Linked DNA regions of Anas platyrhynchos: region 1 is linked to region 2. A link is a contact called in public Hi-C data. All regions are on one chromosome and are shown on one strand. Each heading gives the region's core, a stretch centred on a gene start, on an enhancer-like site or on the middle of the called end of the contact. The rest is flanking DNA. Distances are from core to core; before and after follow the strand shown.

Region 1 (7,005 bases), core at 1,691-4,190, 160 kb before region 2:
ATTTTAAAAGGGTGATATTTATTTTAGCTATTGTTTAAGTAAGGTATGGCAAAGCTGTTGCCAGACATGAGAAATCCTTCTAAAAGAGCCTGTCAGGCCCAGGTGGAAGGAGGCTAATTTTCAGCTGCTCTGTTATTGCAATTAGATGAGGAATCTGAGGAAAGCAAGGAAAGGTAGGCATTACAGTCCCCATATAAAGCCTTTCATGGGTTAGATTCCAGCTACCTACTGGTTCCTGTTGCACCAGGGCTAGGGCATGGGTCTGAGGAAGCGATCATCCTTGGCGATGATTGAATGGGAACACAGGTGGCAGGAGACTTTCCTGGCTCCCCTTGCTTCCACAGCGCTCCCACTAACGCTGGATCTCCTTCATAGATTTTTTCCCTGCTTATTTATGAAGCTCAGTGGACTTCTTTAGGTTTTATTTCACAACATCTTTCTACTCCTCTTGCATTCAGAACTCGAGGTTACCCCCCAGGGAAGGGGAAAGCAGCTGAACAGGTGAGGAATGGAGCCAACTTAGTCAAATGGAGCAAAGCCAGCCAAACACAAGGAAGGGAGTACCCAGGAGTGATGCTAACGTGTGGTAATATCTAACCGTATGCAATAAAAAACGATAACGGGAGGATTAAATCCTGCTACTATTGCAGTGCATGGTACAGCTGCTGCACTGTGTGGGGGCCTGGGTCCACAGACGCCTCGCTCCGCTCTGTCCCTGGGGCTGGGCCACACACAGCCGCTGTGGGGCCACCAGCTCGGGCCCCTTCCAGGATGGCCTGGGGACAGAGCCCTGGCCAAGGCCTGGGGGTGACCCCAGAGCGAGGAGAGGGCCTGGAAGAGCTGGGAAACAAGGAGGGAACTGCGGCCTCCTCCTGCACCACAGAGCTCAGGTGAAGCCTCGGCAAGGCGGATGGATGCAGAGCAGGGGGTACTGAAGGGGGAAGGGTCTCCTCTCTCCCTGTCTGTGCCCTGGCCTTTGTGCCCAGCTCCCCTGCACCCTCCTCATCATCTTGTCCCCCAGCTTGTTTGCTGGCTCAGCCCTCGGCTTGTCCATCACCCCCAACTTGTTCCTCATCCCTCCGTTCATCATTCCCATAACTCATCCCTCAGCTTGTTCCTCATCCTTTTCATCTTGTTCCCCCAACAACCCCCAGGTTGTTCCTCAGCCCATCACACAACCCCCAACACATCCCTCAGCTTCCCGCTGGCCCTGCACCTCCCAACTCATCCCTCAGGTTGTTCCTCACCCCTCTCTTCATCCTGTACCCCCCAACTCATCGCTCAGCTGGTTTTTGCCCCCCAACACCCCTCAGGTTGTCCCTCACCCCTCTGTTCACCTCATACCCCCACCTCATCTCGCAGGCTGTTTTGATCCCCTGACTTCCCTCAGGTTGCTCCTCAGCCCATCGCGGGACCCCCAACTCACCCCTCAGCTTTCCCCCGGCACTTCACCTCCCAGCTCACCCCTCAGCTTGTTCCCCATCCCTCTCCTCATCTCCTACCCCCCAACTCATCCCCCAGCTCGCTCCCCGTCCCTCTGTTCATCTCACGTCCCCTACCTCATTCCTCAGCCCCTCACGCGACCCCCAACCCACCCCTCAGCTCCCCCTGCCCCTTCACCTCCCACCCCATTCCTCAGCCCCCGCCTCATCTTCCAAGCCCCCTCTCTCCCCTCGGCTCCTCCTTTTGCCCCTCGCCCTCCCCTCGCCCCCAGCAGCTCCCCCGGCCGCGCCGCCCTCCATTTCCCCAGCGGGGCAGGGAGGAAGGGAGGCGAGACGGGGACCCGCGGCCGGGCCGGGGGGGGGGAAAACTTTTCGGGGCGGCGAGGGCGGGCCTCGGCTCCCCCGGGCTGAGGCGAGGCGAGGGGCGGGCGGCAGCAGCAGGAGGAGGAGGAGGAGGAGGAGGAGGAAGGGGGGGGGCCGGGGGCACGGCCGGGCCTGCGCCGGGGAATGACGCGCAGCTGGCAGCCCTGCTCATGCGCGGCCGGCCGGGCGGTGCTAGCGCCGCGTCCCAGCTCGGGGAGAATGGGGCGGCATCCGGGCAGCGCCGACTGAGCGCCTTCGGGGGGCCGGGGCCGCGCCGCGGGCGGCCGGGCTGGGGCCGGGGCGGGCGAGCGAGCGAGCGCCAGCCGGCAGCGGGCGGCGGCGGCGGCGTTGGGGGCGCCGCGCCCGAGGGGGGCTGCGAGCCGGCGGCGGCGCCCGGCGAGGAGGGGTCGGCGGCGGCGGCGGCGGCAGCGGGGGCTGCCCGGGGATTGTCTGGCTCGCTCCGCGGCAAGAAAGTTGGGCGGCGAGCGCGGCGGCCCCCGGCCGAGCAGCGAGGGGGGCCCCGGAGCGGTGCTGCCCACCCACCCCCCCGAGGGAAGGGGGCGCCGCGGCTGGATTTATCCCGAGCTGGGTCGAGCCTCCTGGATCTGCCTCTCCGCTTCCTCGCCGAGTGAACCCGAGGTGTCCTCGTCCTGATCCAGAAATACCCCCCCCGCCGCCGCCACCTCCTCTCTTTTCTCCCCTCCTCTTCCCGTCTACTGCTTTTTTTTTTTTTTTTTTTTTTTTTTTTTGGGGGGGGTGGGGGGGGCGGGGGGTGGAAATTTGTCAAGGTCATTCCGTGGATTTAATATTTTTTTTTGTGTGTGTGTGCCGCGAGCCCCACCGCCACCCAGCCTTGCTCTGTGGATTATCATCGCCCTGGATCCGAGGGTCTGAACAGCAGGATTTTTTGTTGTTGTTGTTGTTGATTATTTTTTTTTAATTATTATTATTATTATTATTATTATTTTTTGAGGGCTCCGGGGTTTGGAGAGGGGAAGCGGTGAGTTGGAGGGGGGCGACTTTTCTCCACCCCCCGCGCCCCCCCCGCCCCCATCCTCCCCCCCCACCCCCGGCCTTATTTTTATTTTTTAATCCCCCCCGCTCCTCCCCCCCCCACTCCCCCCCCACCCCGTTCCCCTATATTATTATTATTTTTTTTTCATCCTTTCATTTTTGATTTGCTTCTTCTCCGGCGATGGATGGCAAAATCCGGCAGAGCCGGAGGTCGCGGTCGCAGCGGGACCGCGTGCGGCGGCGGGAGGCGGCGGCCCGCGACCCCCGCAACCAGAGCCCCTCGTCGGGCTCCGAGAAGGAGCCGAGCCCCGGCAAGGAGAACGGCGGCGGCCAGAACTGCACCGCCCCGCGGGGCCCGCCGCCCGCCGCCCGCACCGCGCGGCCCCCGCGCCGCCGCCGCCGCGAGTCCAGCTCCCAGGAAGAGGACCTGATCGATGGCTTTGCCATAGCCAGCTTCAACACCCTGGAAGCCCTGGAGGTAGGAGCCGAAAGGGGACCGGGAAAAAAAAAAAAAAAAAACAAAAACACAACAACCAACCAACAAAAAAATATATATTTTTAAAAATGGGAAATGAATCGGGGTGCTTGCACGCTGCTGATTTTTTTGTAGATGCCAATTACTGCGCCTTCATCACGCTGTCAGCCCTGCAGGGATGCCGGGCAGCACCGCTCGCAACTTGCTGCAGGCTGGTGCCCCCCTGCCCCCCCTTACCCCGGGTCCCCCCTCCTGTCCTCCTCCTTCCTCCCCGGCCCCCCCCCGGCTCGCGGAGTTTGTGTTTGCGTTGCCAGAAGGTTACTTTATCTGTCTCCGGAGATTGTTAGCAAATGGCTAGTGTTTGACATTTTGTGGAAAAGAGATGTTTAAATGGATAATAATCCCTTGGTTGTAATTCCCATTTTTGAAGTAATTGAACAAATTCTTCATCTCTTGTTGACTGTACATATTTTTCTGGTGTTAATAGGCTGGCAAAAAATATTGCTTGTCTAACTTATTACAAACAATATTTGCTGAGCAAATACTGCCTGCCTTGTCTGAGCTAAGTTAAGCAGAGCAGGAAATTTAATATTTTCAGAGGGGCATTGACAAACAAAGACTTTGGCTTTTGGTTTTTGTTTTGTTTGTGTACGAGGGGAAGAAGTGAGCTGTCGAGAGGGAGGGCACCCAACAAGTCGCTCGGTAGGCACAGGAACTTGAGTTCCAAGTACGTATGAGCCACCCTGGTGCCTTTGCCCACTTTGACGTGCTGCGTTGAAAAAACGTGGGCAAAGTTTTGGGTTTGCTCTCTGCCGCAGATTTCCTCTCACTATTAGCCCACGTTACAGTAATGAAGGATTTTGTGGAGGTTGGTGAGTAAGTTCAAGTTTGCCCTGGGATCCCTAGCACCTTTCGCCCAGACCTTGGGATCCCCTTTGGCTCTCTGTCCTGCTCGGGAAGTCCTTGGTGCCTCGGCCATCAATTCCAGTGCTGGGATGGTGGAGTTGTGGCTTGGGGAGCCTGGCCCTCCTCCCTCGCCCACAAAAACACAAATTAGGCAGGCGGCGAGCAGCCTGTACGTGTACGTGCTGGAGTGGGAACGTGACCGGTGCTGGGCTGGTGACTGGTATTCTTTGGCCTCTCGCAGCGTCATTTGTGGGGTGTTGTCCTAGCAGGAAAGCCAGCTACTTTGTCTACACACAGCTGATAATGAGCAAGCGATCCGCTTATGTGTGCCTTTACACAAGTGCCATAGACCTGTCTGTGTTATTATTTTTTTTTCTTGGGCATGCTCTTAGTCAAATCTGCATCAGCAGATAGGTCCAATTAAAGCCCTGAGTCTCTGCCGAGCTGTCAGTGAAGAAAGTAAAATTCATCTTCTTGCAGAAATTTTCTACCATGATGAGCACATTATCAGGAAATAGAATTCAAATGATAGCACAGTCCCTCCAGGGCTGCAGGGGAAACTCAGTGCTTTTCAAATGGGATATGCCTTGTTATCAAACCAACCAAACCGTAACCTTGATAATAGGGCACGTGAGGGTAGAAGGTGACCTTAAACTTCTGCCACCCCAAAGGACATCTGGCTGGGGAAGCACTTCTGTTTTTTTTTCCTTAAAAAAAAAAAAGTACATATAAATCTTTATGAACTGTGCCCTCTGGAATTCTTACACTAGCACCTGAAATTAATTGATTCCTTCTGTATTTACCTGCGTGCAAGAGGATACGTGTGCCTGAGCATCTCGGGGTAGCAGCTGGCCCATCAGAAGGAGCAGCGCGAGCAGCGCTCCCCGCTTTCCTGCAGGTCCTGACCCAGGAGGTATCTGGCATTTGAGGCGCTCCGGGAGCCCTAATGATCTCGTGTATTCCATAAGTTGCAGCAACAGGAAAGAGGAGAAAATGCTCTGCATTGTGTGAGCTTTCCTTCGAGAAGTGCAGCACCGCCTTTGACAATGGGCGACGTCTGGCAGATTTGGTGTAGCAGCAAGCGAAGGGGATTATCGAGACAAAACTACTTTAAAGCAGCATATGCCCATGTAAATGACTGAAACTGCAAGGTCATTTTGCGTGGTGTGGAGCTGTGCTCTCTAGTGTACTTGACTGCAACAGGTGGTTTTCTTCTGGGTTGGAGGAGATTTGCATTTCAGTCAGTGTGTGTATATATAATTTTTTTTATTTTTTATTTTTTTTTAAGAGGACTTAAAATCTGCTGCAATGATGTTTAGGAAATAAATAAGAATTGAAATCCTCCATGTCTCCATCACAGCACACGAAGGGGGAGAAAGGATAAAAGTGAGTGCCCAGCCTAGGAACTGTACTGAACTGAGAAAGTCTGCTTTATTTAATTTATAATCCTAAAAGGAGCTTTTGTTGCATATGTGGTAGTTCGTTGTGATCCTTTCTTCTGTTCTTCTTCTGGGTTTGTTTTTCATTAGATGTTACAGTGATCTGCGATAAAGCTTAATAGGCTAGCTAGGTTTTGGGTTTCCCCCTGGAAATTAAATTTCTCAATGGTTAGGCAGAACTTCGACAGAAATGTTTGGAAGAGGCAAGGGTTTTTCTGTTTGTTTTTCTCTTTATCTCAAAATACTGTGAATTCCCCTTCCCCACTTCAGAAAATTCTCACCGCTGGTGTTCCTGTAAATAATGGGTGCTTTATGTATGCCTCCCGCGTGTTGACCTGGTGATGCGAGCAGTTAAGGTTAATGCTGAGGGGTGGCTTTATGAAGTCTCTTCTAGCTCCTTCGTGTGAATTTTGGATTTTTTTATTTAACTAGCAAGGCAGTGTTTTCCTGGCAGTTGTCATCTGAAAACATCGCATCTTGCTTCTGTGGTAATAGTTTGTGATTCGACTTGCAGCTCCCCTATTCACGTAAAGACAGATTTGATTATACATATATATTTTAAGGAAAAAACCCGAAAGCCCACGGATGCAGCAGCAGCCTCTTTCTGCGCGTATGAAATTAAAACTTCCCCTTTCCCTTCCTTCCCCTGAATCTTCTCAAATAAATCCGTTGCCGTGCAGCTGGTGGGTGTGCAGGGCATTTTGTTTTCCACCCGGCCACGACTTTGAGGCTGAAAACCTGGGACCCGAGTTGGCCATGACCACCGGCACGGGCGGCCTGGACACGGCAGGTGCTGCCCAGGAGATGGGTCCTGAGCCGTGGCGAGGAACGGGGGATTTCTGGCCGCCTCCCGAAATGAATGGCACGTATGTGAGCATGTGTGTGTATTCATTACGTTCAGATGAAGCTGCTAATTATTCTTGAAGGTGATTGGTGAATCAGAGTGAGAGAAGCTAAATGAGTGAGTCGGTAGTTGAGGGCTCTCTCTGATCATCGCTGTTCCTTTCAAGTACAAAAAACAGCCCTAAAAGGGAACTTCATCAGAATGTTAATGAATGCGATCTTTGAGAGCAATTGTTCTCCCAAAGTAGTTGTAAAGACAAGGGGTTGTGTTTTCTTTTTGGCTTTTGTTTATCAATTTTACAGATTCCAGCAAAGCTTTGGAACACTCTGTGGAAATTTTAACTTTCGTGGTGTGTACGTAAGGGTTGTGGTTTCTCTTTTCTCTTTTTTTTTTTCCCCCTTTAAGGAATGTTTAACCTATTTATAGCATCTCCTGGAGAATCCACTTGCAAACACGCGTTGAGCGGCGCGGTGGTAGGTCCCCTGGCCAAAAAGCCAGGCCTTTTAATTCGCGCCCAGCTTG
Region 2 (7,783 bases), core at 2,178-4,677:
CCTTCACTGGCCTGACAAGCGAGGCTGTTCTGTGTGCTTTGTAAAGCTGGGATGGCAGCGCAAAGGGTGGCTTTCCAAACCCAAATATGCTACGAGGAACTAAAGCTTGGATATGTCTGGTTTTTGTTTGTTTTGTTTTGTTTTCTTTGACCTCTACCAAGCTGCTGGTTCTTTGTGCATGAAGAAAATAAGTGATAGCTAGACTCGTTTTTTTTTTATTTTTATTTTGTATGCACCTACAAAGGATGTGACGGTCTCTTTTTGTTCTTATGCAACTTGACACATCCAATTTCATTTATCACAGAAGTCAGAGACTTTGCATAGATCCATTTGTGCTCTTCACAAAGGCCCCGCTTAGAAGATGCGTCCTCTAGAAAGGAAATTTTTCAAGACCCAGGCTGCTAGATACTTTTCCAGTGAAGCACACCTTGTGAATATTCTCAAAGGAAGACAGATTTTTCACGTTAAAGCGGTGCCAAAGACCACTGTATGGCATAAGGATCTATTGATTACGATTTCTACTTTATTCTGATGTTAATCGTAACCATTTGCAAGTCAGCACAATTAAGTAGCTTTAACAGAAGTGGAAATCAGGCCCATTGCTTCTGAGCATTTCAGTGTCTTCATTTTTAAGCAGTGCTAAGCTGCGTCTAAAAGATAAAACAAAGAGTAATTTAGGTTTTGATATAGAGATGAGCAAGAGAAGTTGTGTGTGGTGGTTGTTCAGAGTTGTCAAATCTAATGTTCAGAATTGCAATATTGCCCTGAAAATAGATGATGCTTCAATATTAAATTTTAAAAGCATTGTATTTGCCCTTTAGGTAAGTAACTTTCAGCTCCTGCAGTTACACGGGCTGTTTAAAAATGCTTTTTCAAAGGAAGAAAATTTAGATTTTTCATCACATGACTCCAGGGGGTTGGATTTGAGAAAAATCTTTTAAATATCAGAAGACTGCCAACTCTCTTGAGTTAATGAATGTGTTCTCCCATCACAATAGTTGTGCTTCATTTTGCATTATAATGTTGTCTAACAGCAAGTGGCACTTCTGATTCTTTTGTAATTTTCAAGCAAAATGCTGTTTGCAAAATAAACATGCTGAGAGTTTCCTAAAGCTAATGTCATCAGCCAGAGCGAGCTGCATAGCTAGGTCGTGTTGGGTGGAACAGAGATGGGTACGTTCTCGTAATAGTTGCTGCGCAGATGTGAGCCCCAAATTGTTTTCCTTCTTCCTTAAGCTCGAGCAGGCTGCAGCTGCGCTGTGCCAATTCACTGCTGTGGAGCTAAACCTCTTCCTACTTCTGCTGCTTTTCTGCACGGCTGACAGGAAGACAGCACAGACCTGCTGCACCGCCACTGCCAGAGCTTTGGTGGCACGGCTGCAGGGCTGCCGCCAGCTCAGGATGGATCACGTTGAATGGAAGTGAACATTTCGCCTTGGTGCCAGCCCTCCTTAGACACAGGCACACGCGGGGCTTGCTTGAGTCCTGTGCTGTGATCACTGTAATGCATTAAGTGGGGACCAGTAGAAGCCAGAAATTCACGTAGCTGTAGTAGTGAAGCTTGTATTAGCGATGGAACGGCTTAACTGGGATGTGATTACAGTTTTAGGCCAAGATTGAGTTTCTTGTTCAGAGAAACGTTCAAAATTCCAGGGGAAGTACCATTAATGAGCGTGCTTGCTCTCACCTCACACATGCTGTGAAGTTTACCTGTGTAGTGTCGGTGAAATAGTTTGTGTTAGAAAAAAGCACGGAGCTTGAGGCAGCGCACAGTTGTTTGTAATGATCAACTAGCTACAAAATGTAACTTGTGTTACTGATTTTCTAGTCTTCTGCAGAAAAATTTAGAATTATTTTTGCATTATTACGGATGGGAAAACTGGAGGTGGGCTCATGATGAACACCCATTACCTGTGGGCATCTAGCAAGCCAAGGGGAGGGTTAGCAGCAGAGCCAGGCCTCCTATATTCTGTTACCCTAACTGATGGGCTGCGTTTCCTCACTATTACTGAAGCCTGCAGTACAATTTGGAGATAACTTTCAAGAGGGAAACCGCGGGAGAGCAGTCAGCCACATAGCGGTGTTTGAGTTTGTTCCTCCACATTGGGGATAACTGCTGGTAGTTAGATAGCACAGTAGGAAAACTGCGGGTAAACGTTGATTCATGTTTTTAAGGGTATCTGCTGTGTGAGCGGGGGAGGTACTGAAGTTGTCTCTGTGCGTGTGTGTAGGAGGGATATTAAAGATCCAAGTTGTCAGGGTGTAAATTCATGCCAGAATTAAGGAAAGAGAACACCCAAAGTGGAGGCTCGCGTTCTGGTTACATTCCCGTGGTGCGTCGGTGAGACAACGAAGATGATGCAAACCTAATGCTGAGGTTGTGTGATGCAGAGGAACTAGAAAGGAAACCACAAAACCCTGCTCTCGTTGCAAATGAGAGCAGTAGTGGCAGCAAAGATTCATATCTTTTGAGAGAGCTTCAGTCACAGGTAGCATAGGAGGAGTCCTGTCTGCAGGTCGGGATGCTGGACGCAGCGTGATGTTGGTAAAGTTTTATCTCAGTCTCACAATGAGCTGAATTGAAATTGCATGTAAGCTGCTGAACTTTCTTGGAACAGAAGCTGTAGAAAGAAAAGGGAACTGCTACGTAAAATAGCCCAAGCACAAAACTGGTAGCTGTCAGTAAACCCTGGCAGAACAGCGCTTGAGTTTTCGTCTTCTGCTGTTTTTGTGGGGCACATCACCAGCACATCCCGCCTGGAAAGAGCAAACGGCCCAGGCAGTCGTGTACGCGCTGTCTGCCACTGGCATGCAATTGCTTCATAATATCTTTTGGTGACTTAACTAAATATTTATGGCACGAACCACAAGCCATCCAAGCCAGTCAGGCCCTGTCTGGAAGAGCTGAAAATACAACAACATGAGTAAGTGCCATTTGAGAGTATCAAAGAGCTATAATAATGTGGATAGCATTACATTAGAAAACCAAGGTGGGAGGATTACATGAAAGCAAAACACACAGACAGGCCCCAAGGGGAGACCATCTACCACAAAGGATAATTTCCTACGGGATTCAGACCCAAGAGCACATTCCTCTGAGGCTGCTTTAAAGCATCCAGGCAAGACATCTAAAGAGAGAAAAATTCATAATTCTTTTTCTAAGCAACTGTGAGTAGCTGGAGCAGATGCAGCGGTGCCTGGTCTACAGCTCTATCCTTTCGTCTGGACTCCTACATATTTTTCTTCCCTGTGATCTCTTTCTCAACCTAAAAAGCCTTTTTTTTTTCTTTTTTTTTCCTCCCAGGAGAGAAAAGGGGAAATGTCTTTTATCTGTGTTTTGGTTTTGCTATATAGGCAACGCTGCAGTCAGATCCAGGGTGTTCCCTGGGAATTGCTTTGACTTTGCAGGACAGCACGGCGGTTTTATCGCGGCTTTCGCCACAGGACTGGAAGGCTTTTCAAAGGGCGATTGCTGCTTCATTCTGGTGGTTGACAGACCCGAATTCAGCAGCTGTTTTTTTTGTTTTGGTTTGTTTTTTTTTGCCAAGTTCACTGTCTTGAGTAGGTGCTGGTTACAGCCCTTTCCCCCAGACATCCGTGTGGTACCTGAATCCCACACAAAGCCATGCATGTGCCTGGACACGCAGCGCAGGAGCACACGAGCACGAAGGATGCGCGTACCTACAGCATGGGACACGGCAGCCTCAGGCTCCTTGCAAAGCTCGTGCACTTCTTTACCCTTTGGTGTTGGTGTAGATGGCTGTGAGGGGAACACCAGCTGGATTTTCTCCATTTTTCCCCCTAGTCGATGGTGCAGGTGAAGCTCAGCGGTGCCTGCAGCGGCAGCACCTTGCTGGGCAGGAGTGGGAGGAGGGCAGGCAGGCAGGCAGGCAGCACGGGCTTCAGCAGCAGACAGTGGGACGTGTGTGCATGGCTTTCTGTACAGACAGAAGCTGTAGCGCGGTTTGTCATTTCAGCTTTGTGCCTTTGGGAACATAAAGACCTTTATTATAGAAAACGTGCGGTGGAGGGAGTAACAGCACTTCAAAATTAAAAAAAAAAAAAAAAGTCCAGTCCGTCTGTGTGACAGTAAAATATTCAGAGAAATGTGTGCTCATTATGCAGGAGGCATCCCGAAACAAGGCATTGGCACCTTTATAATACAGAAACCGAAGCAAGATGTTTGGAGAAGACAGATAGACAGCTGGTTTGTGCCCAACCCGTGGATGTACGCAATCCATCACTGCCAGGCCTGAGAACAAGCGGGAGCTCGCAGGCGCTGCCTTCCTGGCACCGCATCTGCTCGGCAGAAGCGCGGCGGTGGCAGCGAGAGCAAGCGGCAGCCCCCTCCTGCCCCTGCCCTCGCTGGGGAGAGCAGCCAGAGGCTTTGGGATGCAGGAGGCACAAGTCCGGTGTGGTTTTGCTGGCCATCAGCTGGCTCCAGCACGCAGGATGGCTGCTTGGAGAACCAGCCCGTGCTTTTAGGGCAAAGAGGAGGCCGGAAGGTTGGGCTGGGGGCAGGTCTGCCCAAAGCCGTCTCACCGTCCTTGCACAGTTTGTTTGCTACTCTGTGGTGGTGTTTTTTAATTCCAGAAGCCTCTATCGTGATACAAACTCTTCTTGGCAGTACTGGCAATATTGACAGGTCCTGCTGCCCCTGTGTAGTGACACAGAGCAGTTTGCGGGTGGGGGGCACACAGCCAAGAGCTATCTACATAAAAACACCCAGCTTTCTCAGTCAGTCTTGGGGCCAGCTTGCTCCTCGTTCCCTCATTTTTCCAAATTACAAAATTCAGACATAGCCACCAGGCTTTCTTGCAGCTTAGTTGAAGGCCATAGCTGAAAACTGGTAGTTCAGTATTCAGAGCCACGTGCTGCATGGGTGCAACGAAAAGGGTGCTTCTGGGGGTTTTCGGGTGGTTTTGGTTATCGTAAGGGCCTGATGCAGTCCATAGCACCATGATTCAGAGCATGCTGAAGGCAGTGGAAAGGTGCCTGTTGACTTCAGCAGACTTGAGATCAGGCCAAGCATCAGTTCACTGCAGATTTTATGTATTTTTCTTAAAATCGTAGCTATGGCAATGTATGCTCAGGCCTGCTAGTGATTAACAGCCAACGGGGAAATATCCCCTTTTCCCAATTTCTTTACTGATTTAAAAGCTGGTGCTGATCTGGGGCTTTAAAAACAGGACTGGTTGTGTGGTGCTAACTTCAAGTGTCTGGTATTGGAAGTTACAGCTTTTGTAAAACGTTAGCAAAGATGTTAAAAAAAATGCTGCAATTAAAAATCCCATTACAAGCCCTAAAGGCAAAATAGAGATCCATAGTAAGGCCCTAATTCCACCCTTCTGGCTTTTGGGCCCAAACTTCAGCACCGTACGTGTACAGCTCCCCTCGCTGATGGGCACAGGGTGAATACTGCCCCCCCCTTACAACACGTAAATGTTGTAAAATGCCTGGGGAGTTACCAGGTAAACTGGCTGAGCTGTGTTGACTTCAGCATGACTGTTGAAGTATTTGGGCTATTTTTTCAGAAGCAAGAGTCTCTGGGCTTTGGGGTTTGATTTGTCCCATAACCCCCCTCCCTGACGTGCTGCTACACAAGTGCTGTGCACCCCCAGTGAGCATCAGTGATTTTCTTCCATTTCATTTAAGCATGTTTATGACAGCCTCTCCTGGTTTGGGAAGATGTTTGGTAATATCACACATTCTGGTAAAACTTGACACAAACAAGCGATTCTGCAAGAAGTCCTGCTCAAAAGACACGGTAAAAAAATAGAAAGCCCATGGTACAGTGTCTCTTCCTTTGACAGTAATTGTTTTGCTCTTTGTATTATCTTACACAATGTGACCACACCACCCGCTGCTGTGACTTCTGAAAAAACAAAACTGTTCATCCACGAGCCGGGAGGAACCAGAAGGATTCTAAATTATACAATTTGTAGAGGAAATGACTTGTTCGGCTGAGCTACGTACTACCCAGTGAGCTGCTCCTAGCCTGCGGCGTGACCTCGAATAACCTCCGGGAAATTTCTGGTACCAACACGTGGCCTCCAGGCTGCGGGGAGAAGCCCGCATGGCAGGTGTGGGGAGTACGAGGTCATGCTGGTGGGCTCAGCTGAGTTGTTGGGCTCCAGGATGGAGCCCAGGTAGGCACAGGCACGGGATTTTCAGCAGGAAGCATAGGGACAGGCCTCCTGCTGTCTTTACTGCCCTCAAAGGCTGCCCGGCCAGCAGCTACCTGGTGCTGACAGCCTAAAAGCCACATCCCAGCTTTCTGCAAATGGGGCAGGTATGGCAAAACTGCAGTGCTTGGTCTTCCCAGCATTTCACCTTAGGACAGGTGCGTGTGTTGGTTGGTTAAGACATCCTTTTCATTATGGTTTTCTATTTTAGCAGTTGAAAACCTCTGAATTCCCAGGGCTTTGCTGCAAAACTCTCCCACATGCAGTCTTACCATACTTCTCCCAGGTTCTCACCTTGCATCCACAGTGACACGACGGTTTCCCAAAGGGAAATTCACCTTACTGCTTGCTAAGTTGTATATCTCACCGGGTCCCCAGCGCCCCCCAGTCTTCCTGCAGGCAGCAGGTGGGGTTAATTTGTGATGTGTCTGCGGTGGGCTGTGTCCTGCCTTCGGAGGGGACGGACGCTGGAGTCTAAGAGGTGGTTTGTTTTCTTTCCTCTCCAAGTGCTGCAGTCATGTTTCTGTTGGAATAGGTTTTCAGGTTTTGAAGCTAATGAATGTTAACAAATCACTGGAAGTGAAAATAAAAATAGAGAAGGAAAGTAGGTGAGATACCACTGCAAGCTTGGCTTGTGCTTTGTGGATCTTTTTTTAATAGCACAGAAGTGACATCAGCTCTGCTGCAGGCATGAATTAAAGATGAGAACTTAATAAAACTTGTTGGAGGAGAGAGGGAGGAAGGCAAGTAGAACTAAAGCAACGATGTCTTTATTTTTAAGCAGACAGCACCACCTCTGCTTCAGCTTTCCGAGATGGCGGTGGCGAATAACAAAAGCTGCAAGTGGTCTGTGAATCAAAAGTGCCCTCTGCTGGAAAACCCTGCGCGGAGGAGCGGCTCCAGTTGCTGCCCAAAGCCTAATTACCCTCTTCTGCTGGGGAAGGGCCTGGCTGTAATCCAGGATGCTCTCAGCAGTTGCCTTTGCCATGACATGCCCAGCAGGGATTGCAGTCTGAACATGTCACCGGGCACTGGTGGAGGCAGAGATTTCACTCCTGTTCGACGTCACTGTGCGGGGCTGCCCAGCCGCTGGCCTGTTTGTTACCCAGAGAAAACGTGAATTTGCATTTGCAATAATGCCACGTGAAAGATAAGAATCTGGGTGCAAATGCTGTGCAGATAACATCACGCTTGGCAAAGACACAAGTGATAAAAAAGGGATGGAGCTAGGAAGGAGCCCTGCGGTCGCTCTGTTGCACACAGTAGCACTGATGGAAGATGCCGAGCTGCGCGCCGCTCCAGACTCCTCTTCTCTGTGAAATAAACTAGTTGTGTGAAAAAATGTGGCTCTAACCAGTTAAATCCTTGCTATAATTCCTTTAGCTAGCCTTCACTATAGCTTTTAGGGTACGGACAGAGCCCCTGGCATAGCTGTACCCTCACCTGTCCTCGAGGTCTGGTGTGGGCTGGTGCCAAAAACGGGGCGATGCGGCTCTTAGCCCTCAGTCCTGTGCCTCTGAGGGGTACTGGGAAGCACAGGGGGGAAAATTAACAAAGGGCGATAACATCCAAGTGAGTACAACAAGTTAAATGTTTAT

Evidence for each region. A called contact is a pair of places that touch in the nucleus more often than the background predicts.
Region 1: a contact with region 2 is called in a Hi-C map of liver, with 2.6 times the contacts expected there. The contact joins the promoter of FBRSL1 here to the enhancer-like site in region 2. A contact is called at or near these places in 3 of 8 Hi-C or Micro-C datasets (liver, skeletal muscle and subcutaneous adipose tissue).

Annotation. Positions count from the first base shown.
Region 1 is chr16:11,934,183-11,941,187 of IASCAAS_PekinDuck_T2T, reverse strand. FBRSL1 (fibrosin like 1) reads left to right here and starts at 2,940. Exons shown (of 20, transcript XM_072024428.1): 1 at 2,940-3,297. The coding sequence starts at 3,001. It overlaps LOC139998817 (a long non-coding RNA gene), which reads right to left and starts at 2,009. Exons shown (of 2, transcript XR_011803797.1): 1 at 230-2,009.
Region 2 is chr16:11,772,290-11,780,072 of IASCAAS_PekinDuck_T2T, reverse strand. All of the region lies in intron 2 of FBRSL1 (fibrosin like 1), which reads left to right. Among named protein-coding and RNA genes, the nearest start is that of FBRSL1, 160 kb to the left of the region's middle. Within about 2 kb of position 3,427, at least 4 of the 8 cell types and tissues checked have an H3K27ac peak or open chromatin away from gene starts, as enhancers often do.